2 separate regions of the Sus scrofa genome follow, and region 2 is linked to region 1. A link is a contact called in public HiChIP or PLAC-seq data. All regions are on one chromosome and are shown on one strand. Each heading gives the region's core, a stretch centred on a gene start, on an enhancer-like site or on the middle of the called end of the contact. The rest is flanking DNA. Distances are from core to core; before and after follow the strand shown.

Region 1 (4,366 bases), core at 516-3,015:
TCACCTTCCATCAAAATCTGTTGCTGTACCGAACAACCCCTATGAAACTGCTTTGAGTACACACTCCACTGAAACCCTAGAAAACGCATTTATAGTCTTTCTAAAATTTTTTACATTTGGATATGTCTTCCTAAAGGCAAAGAAAAAGAATTTTAAGTAATTCAGAGCATAATCAAAACTAGGCTAATTCACTGCCTTAGACTGATCTAGGATGCTTATAAAAATACAGATTCCTGGGTTCTACTTAAACCTACACAGAATCAGCATAAAAAGGGTATGCCTTTTATGTGTATTTTAAAATAAGTTTTTCAGGTTTTTCTGATGCCGTGATGTACACTAAAGACCAGTAATTCAAATGATCTAAAATTAAAGATAATATAATCAATGAAGGAATGACACAAATAGAGTAATAAGATTCTACTGTCAAATACACTAAACCAGAATAAAAAATAAACTCCCTGATAAAGAGCTAATAAAATACTTAACATGCAAGAACTCCATAATGAGCCCTGCTAAACTACGGCATTCTTTATCAATTAGACTTTGGAATCACTTTTACTCAAGGTATTAAACAGGATACAAAACTAATCATAAAAATATGCATATATAGCTTTTTATATTAAATATAATGGTATACACACACACACACACACACACACACACACACACAGACACCTAAAGAGCAGAAAGTATGTTAGTATTTAAACAGCACTCTCCAAGCAGCCTCAGTTCTGCTCCACTGCCTCTAAACAGGGAACAACATGTACATTTTTTTTTCTTTTTAATATATAATAATTTGGTTTCCCATTATTAAGGAGCAGGAAATGAAAAGGCAAAATGACTTATGTCAATACATCTTTACCATGCCTCCCTGACTTCTAGACTAGAAACCCTTTAAGGGCAGAGGCCGCATCTTACATGTTATGGAAGCACCCTCCCACCCCAAGGTCAAACAGTCAGCACAGCATGTAAATAAATACTGAACATCAGGACTGCATCCCAAGAAGCTGGGAGTGACCTTGAGGTTACGGTCTATGACGGGGGCTCCCAAACTTGACAAAGCATCAGAGTTTGATTTTGTTGGTCTAGGCTGGGCCTAAGATCTGACATTTCTAACAAATGCCTATGGGACATGAATGCTGCTTGTCTGGGGACTACACTTTGAGAATCACAAATCTAGGAAAAAGTCCTTACGATTCTTCTATATAAATGATTCCTAGAAAAGAGAAACAATTGAGATATGGTCAGCAAAAGTCATATAGGAAATCTGGAAACCAGGTTCTAGTTCCAGCTTTATCATAAAAATGACTATATAACTGAAACACACAGACACACACACACACACACACACATACACCGCTGAGCATCACACAACCCACCTCAAAGATGAGGAGTCTGGTATACATGAAAATTGAAAATTTGAAGTATTTTTATAGACAGAATAGAGAAAATTTAAGTGTCTACTATGAATCTCCGAATACATAATTTTCCCTAAAATTATTATCCTCAAATCAGTGTATACTGCCCAGATCACAATGGTTAAATTATAGCTTTTATCCAAAATGAAGAACATACAGCAAGCAAACAAACCAACAAATAAAAAGATGTCCAGACTAAACATAGCAAACCATCCAAACATAAACCCAAAGGGAAATAAGTGTTTTGCAATATTTTAAACACAAACTGCAAACTCAAGTATCTGTAAATGTGTCAAGGGCAGCAGTATCAGCATCATCTGACATCGAGTGAGAAGTGCAAAATCTATGCTACGCTGAAACCGACTAAGTAAGATTTCATCTCATCAGAAGCCCTACGTGATTTGTGAGCATGTTAGACTTGAAGTAGCAGTGGCATAAGCCACTGAGATTTTATTGTCAATGCTTTACTATCTGTTTGTAAAATAACATGATATATTGAAAATACTCAACAGTTCCTAAAAATTATATTTCTGACATATAAACAGACAAAAGGAGAAACAGAATTGTTTTACATGAGAAGACACAATGAAACATCACTGTCAAACAAAAACTTCCATTTATAATATTTTATGACTCTGAAATACCAGGTGATTAGAAGGTAAATATCACTTAATTCAAATCCCTAGCTTTACAGCTGAGTAAACTGAGGTACAGGGAAGCCTAGAGGCTCAAGACAGATAGCTTGTCAGCAGCACAATGGAGACTGAAATCCAATTCTACTGACTCTAATTTCTCCAGTGGGGAAAAAAAAAATTTAAACTACATTTTCCTGGAGCAAAACACAGTTAATATAACACAGTATAAGTATAGATCATTTTGAAAGGATAAATAAAAATGATGTATATATGAAACATGCTGAATGAAACCCAGTAAAATATAGCTTAGTAGTTAAAAGACTTCAAAAAAATGAGTTGGAAAGAGAAGTACTGGAAAAGTGTCACACTTAATTGAGTGTTATGACTGTCAAAAGATGACACTACATGTCACTTAAGTGGCAGCATCTGATAAATCAATCTGGAAAACTGATTTTTAGAAACATTCAAGTTTTGGCTTTGCTATTTAAGTTTTACCATACAGCAACAGGCAAAACCTTTCACATTATGATTTTTTTTTTTTTTTTTTGCAGTTTTCAACAGAGAAACAGAAACAGCCATACTCAACCTAAATATTTTGTAAGTGATTACAGAAAAATTAAACCCTTCTGTCTTACCATCAAAGAAGCTCTTGGCTCTTAGATAACTGACACTGAGCCTAAGAACTGAGAGTTTGTCCAGCTTATTAATAACATCTTGTGGAAAAGGCAACAGGCTGGCCAAGCGGTCCAATTCTGTATTAAGTCGGTCTCTATGCCGCTTTGAAGGATTTGACTTGATTCCTTCAGCTGGGATTGGCTTGACACTGAAAAACAAACAAAGCACCATAAAATGCATTAAAATCTATAAAGCAAAAATTTCTATTGCATTATAAAATCTCCTCGAATATTTTTTTAACAAAACAAACATCTAAAATCTACTTCAAGTTCATATAAATCCTTTCAAAATGCTTCTTGAATACCTTAATTAAGAAAAACAAAGGAATGGGTAAACTCCTTCATGTTTTATTAAAAACTTATGAACCCATCACAGGAAAATGCTGAGTACATCTTATACACCTTATATATTTATTGTATATGATTTCCATGAAAAAATCTACTAGGATTTTCTACCTCTCACAGCCATTGTTACAGGGGAAAAAAGAAAACTGCAAGAAGTTATGTGAAAATTAAGCTTCCTTTGCTATCTTCCACAAGAATCATCTTGGAAAAGTCACTTTTGCTATAAATAGGAGCAACCCTAAATAAAAACTTATCTTCATGATGCTTAGCTTCCAATATTTAATACTTTCATCCTGTCAGTGAAAACATCTCAAACCTGGTCCAGCCCCTCTGCAAGGTCCTCCAGCCATCTAATGGGCAAATCCAACATTAAGGCAAGAAAATATTTGACTTTAGTTACTGATATTTGTTGGGTGACAAATCTTAGAGGCTAACTGTGATTAATGATAAATTTTGCTTTTGTAACTGGTGGGTAATCTGACTTAATTATTAGTTATCATAGTTTGTGACTCAATTAAAAAATTCAATATAATCCCAACATTCAGCACAATTTTCATCTGAGTGAAAAGATATTTATGGTTAGGAGTAGAACTTGAGTTCAGAAATAAGAAATTGAACTTCATTACAAAGGCCTTAGCCAGGATTTCATAACAGAAATTCATTAAAGTGAATATAAATAGAGAGGATATTAAAAACCAAACAACATAATTTTTAGATCATGTTACTACACCCTCCCATTTGCCAGAAAAATAATTATTCAGAGAATTCTTTTGACAAAGACTTTTTTCCTCCAGTTTTATTGAGAAGACAAACACATCTGTGACAATTCAAATTAAATTACAGTATCTTAAAAAGTATAAACTGGCTTGAGTATAATGCTGTTAAGTTGATTCAATCAAAACATTTCTAGATAATTTATGCTTTTAATGGTATGAGCCAACATGAAGAAGTAATGCTTTATACAAAGAAATTATAGAAAGTAATGTGAAAATTTAACACATTTTTTACTGTCCCTAACCAGTAATTTCTTCAGAACTTGTCTGTTTCTATTTTTTCTATTATACCTCATGTTATTCCTGCAAAAAAATAAGAGTAATAAATTGGTAAAGTGGCATACTTTCCACTAGATACTTTCTCCAGACTATTTAAATAATTGCATACTTAATAGAAATTGGTGACTATTTATCTAGCTCTTTTCCCTAATCATATTACATGTATAATCAAATTCAAGTCACACCTAATTACTGCATTTCTCCAATTAATCAACTGAATTTCAACTTTTATCTCTAATACA
Region 2 (4,366 bases), core at 846-3,345, 970 kb before region 1:
TAATGAAGATCAGAGTGAAATCAATGAAATAGAAAACAATTACTTTAGGGAAAATTAGTTATTTAAGAAGATCTATAATACTGATAAACTTCTAGTCTGACTGATCATTAAAAAAAAAGAGAGAAGAAAATAGCTAACGATATCAGTAATCAAAATTGTGACATCATTATAATTCTACAGATATTCAAAGGATAATAAGAGAATATTACCAAAAACTTTTTGCCTATACATTTGAAAACTTAGAGGAAACGGACAAAAATTCCTTGAAAAATACAAGCCAATAAATTCAAGAAGAAATGGGTAGTATGAATAATATTATACCTATCAAAGAATTTGCATTTGTAATTAAAAATCTCGTCACAAAGAAAGCTCCAATTCTGATGGAGCTACTTAATTCTACCAAATATTTAAAGAAGAAAATAACACAAACTATTTCAGAAAATTAGAGATCAGTGACTCCTCAATGCATTATAAGAGGCAAACATTACCCTGATACCAAAATCTCACAAATACATTATAAGAAAAGAAAATTAATAGACCATTATTCCTTAAACAGAACCCATCAATATGTACTATCCACCTTGACCAAGTGGGATTTATCCTAGTAATGCTAGATTGGTTTACCATCTAAAAATCGATTATAAAAGACAACATATTAACAGAATAAATGACAAAAAATACATGATCATCTCAATAAAAGTAGAAAAATACTGAGTAAATTCTTGATGAGTTACATGGAAACAAGTACAAGTTTCAGATGTATCTAATAATAAATTTTATTCATTCACTAACATTATCAAGTATAAGAACCTACTAGGTGCCTAGCCTAATTCTTGGCTAAGAAAACAACAGGAAAAAAATAGATAAAACCCTTCCTTCAGTGAAGGTTATATCTTTCTTACTGTTGCAATTATCACACTAAGGTCATTACCATTACTTTTACATTGTTGTAAGATCTTTCTTTGAACAGCAATGGCACTCTAGCACACTTTGACCTGACACATAGGAAGGCGCATATCCAGTTGATTATACATATAGCTTGCCTTATCTCGATGCAGACTTGTGCACATTCTATTTCTAATTTCTTAAACCTGAATTAACTTAAATGCAATAGTTTTCTATTTCTCTTCTCGTTTAGCAGAATAAAATAAAGGCATGTAACTGCAGTGTGGCTCTAGATAAAACAATAAGGAAAAATCATAATCCCTTATATCTGCAAATGCTTTACACCTTTCGAAGCATTTGACCTTGATTTTACCATGATCTGATTTGAGAAACTCTGTGAGCTCACTAGAGAGGGCCACAATGTTTTCATTTTATAGATTAGAAAACTTGAGATTGAGGGGTTAAATGATTTCTCCATCACTCACAGCTATATAATTTCTAGACAAACATAGATGGTATTTTTTCATCTCCAAGTTTCAGAAAGAGAGATGGTTTCATAAATATACAACATCTTTCTTGAATATAGCAGCACATGCCCAATTACTTCCTAAATAGGTGCCTTTAAATACACACAATAATGAAACCCTTCCAGTATGGTTACTAAGCTTTCTGCCCAATGGTAATGAAGTTAATCACAGAATGTACACACTGCTAAAGTCTTACATTTTTATGTTATCAGACCACTGTACATGTATAACTGAATCACTTTGTTGTACAGCAGAAATTACCACAACATTGTAAATCAGCTAACATTAATAAAACTTAAAAAAAAAAAAGTGAGCAAGTGCCCATATGAGGAAAATTCTAGATCAGGGAACTGAGAATTTACAGTATTATAATATTAGAATCCAAAATATAAATAATATTCATTGCACTTCCACGAAATTAATCTATAAAAATAAATTCCCTTTACTGAAGGAATTTTTAAAGTTTTATATAGAAGCGTTTTTTAAAAAATAAGCTGTTTTTTAGCTCCATATCAACTTTGCTGGAAAAATAATCATCTTAATTTATTTACCAGAGACTAACTCAAAGTGCTAAAAAGTGTTCTGGATATTCTTTTACCCAATTTCAGTAAAACTGCCTCTGCACAGCTGACAGGAAGAAATGAAGAAAGGTTTTCCTCTGCTATAAATAAAATACAGAAGTATGAGAAGGAGAGGGGCATTTGAAGCTGGTTATTTTGCTGTTCCTCTTTTAAAAATCACTAAACTGAATGTGAAAAAAAATGCAACATAGTAAGTTGTTCACGAATTTCTCCAAATGATTGCAAATCTCTGGAAAACAACCTTACTCTGTCACTGTTTCTGAAATAAATAATATATGTACATATTACAAAACAATGTCATTGGAGATAAACTAACAAAAGCATTAAGAGATTATGTTTCTAGGCAAATGCAGAGCTCATTTTACTTTAATTACATAGTTCTTTAATTTGGTAATTATAAAATATTCTCTAACAAATTAGTTTTAGTTACAAACTTAGGCATGTAAATTTCATACAGCCACTTTTTTTGACACACTGTCAGAATGTCACAGTTTTTAAATAATGACAGTACGTGGTATGGCACCACTACTTTTTAAAGAAATACATCCCCAAGAACTTAATGTTCAGTTGGCTTCCTCAAAAGAAAATAGATGAGAATAAACAGTGGCAATAGTTTGCCAGCTTATAAGAAATGAAATTAACAGGGTAAAATTTCATACTTCACTCATTGTCAGTCTTACCATCTACATCCATACCCCCCTCAACTTGATGAGTGACTTTTTAGAAATATTTTGCATGAGATTAATCTAGCAATAATAACTCTATCTCTCCCAAATGGCTAGGAATGCTACCAAATTTCTATTTGAGAGAATGATTTTACATATTCATAGTGAAAATTATGTATGTCAAAATGAAGATATTATTACTTATAATACATAAAACAATATGTTAACAAGCCTCTGTTTATAGAATTCTTCTCACTGTGCCTTGTTTGCCTGTCTGTAATTACATATGGACTACATTTGTTTCAATGTTTGAATATTAAGATATAACAAAAGAATAATCAGAGTTAGGCTACATCTCAAGGCTAGACCAAAATTTTATAATAATAATAATAATAGATCCTAACACCACATGTGCCATGTGCTATTATTATTTCCATTTTATAGGTGAGAAAACTGAAGCACAAGAGGTTAAAATACTTATCTAAGATCCAATAGCTAGCAAGCAGTTGAGTAAAAATTCCATCCCAGGCACTTTGACTAGAGAAGATGAATTCTCAATTTTTCTAAGAAAAATTTAAAATGGCTTTAAGCTACCTATTTTTTACATTACTGCATTTATATCACTTGCATGACATTATGAACAATAAATTAACAAGTAAAAAAACTGCAAAGCCCAAATGTTTGTGTGGCTGAAAAGCTTTCTGAATTTTACTAATTCACAACTGATCAACAATTGCTTCTTACAGTTGGAACAATTTCCCAAACATAAAACTCCCTCTCCCATCATTGCATCTGCCATGATCCCTTCCCTATTCATTACTTCTGCTAATAGACAGGGAATAGGGTGAACCGGGATCATTCTATATACAGCATGGCTTATAGTTCTGCCCTTTCTTCATTACCTCCTTCTATGAGAAGGACTTTCTAAGCATTCTTAGAAAGATACACAGCTTTGCATTTATCCCCACCCCTTACCTGAGATTAAGTCTACTTTCCCCATTTTTGGGGAATGTTTTTCCCACATGTTTTGAAAATAGAAATGTCTCATTCTCACCTTTTTCTTCTCCCAGTCTCCAGTAGTATCTTGGAGGCTAAGGCAATGAAAATCAGGCAGCCTTCTGCCTTGGACTAGGGTTTTCAGCAAATCCATCTATATCGGGACTCTTCTTGGCCCTTATCTAATCTTAGAACACATCCTTGAGCAATCCAGGAGAACCTGGAAGATGGGATCTCTCAGTCCTAGTTCTCCTGGCCAAAGAAGCCACAGGACTAGGAACTTAGGATTGTTGGTGGCATAAAAACTATGTAGGACTAAGAAATGGAAAAAAATTGAAAAGAGTCAAAGAAAGAGAGAAGACTGACTAAGTCAGAGAAAAAGGATCTATGGGAGAACAAAAATAGCACCCTTTTCTTGTTTAATTACTATATTTCTTACCTCTGAGATTATTATTAGATTATTTTATATTTTCTTCTGTTCCTTGCATTAAGTATATTTCTTCAGAGTTTTTTTTTTTTTCCTCTTACTGTTTGAGGTTTTATTTCTCTCTTGAAAGTTCTAAGCTCTTCTGAAAGATCAGATCATTTTGCCGGCAGGTGGAAAATAGGTTGACAATTGTCACATTTAGTATACAGTGTTTCACTTAATCTCCTACTTACCAGTTCAGTTTCTCAGCCCCAGCTTCCCATACCCCTGGTGTCCCAAAATCTC

Evidence for each region. HiChIP or PLAC-seq counts read pairs in DNA pulled down with a chosen protein or histone mark.
Region 2: an H3K27ac HiChIP or PLAC-seq map of alveolar macrophages shows a contact between it and region 1. The contact joins two enhancer-like sites. A contact is called at or near these places in 1 of 47 Hi-C or Micro-C datasets (embryonic fibroblasts) and 1 of 2 datasets of contacts at active chromatin or transcription factors (alveolar macrophages).

Annotation. Positions count from the first base shown.
Region 1 is chr9:86,521,905-86,526,270 of Sscrofa11.1, reverse strand. AHR (aryl hydrocarbon receptor) reads right to left here. Exons shown (of 11, transcript NM_001303026.1): 2 at 2,689-2,876. Among named protein-coding and RNA genes, the nearest start is that of AHR, 12 kb to the right of the region's middle. Within about 2 kb of position 1,765, at least 3 of the 83 cell types and tissues checked have an H3K27ac peak or open chromatin away from gene starts, as enhancers often do. A contact at or near this core is called in alveolar macrophages, where this site is marked.
Region 2 is chr9:87,495,315-87,499,680 of Sscrofa11.1, reverse strand. All of the region lies in intron 4 of HDAC9 (histone deacetylase 9), which reads right to left. Among named protein-coding and RNA genes, the nearest start is that of HDAC9, 330 kb to the right of the region's middle. Within about 2 kb of position 2,095, at least 2 of the 83 cell types and tissues checked have an H3K27ac peak or open chromatin away from gene starts, as enhancers often do. A contact at or near this core is called in alveolar macrophages, where this site is marked.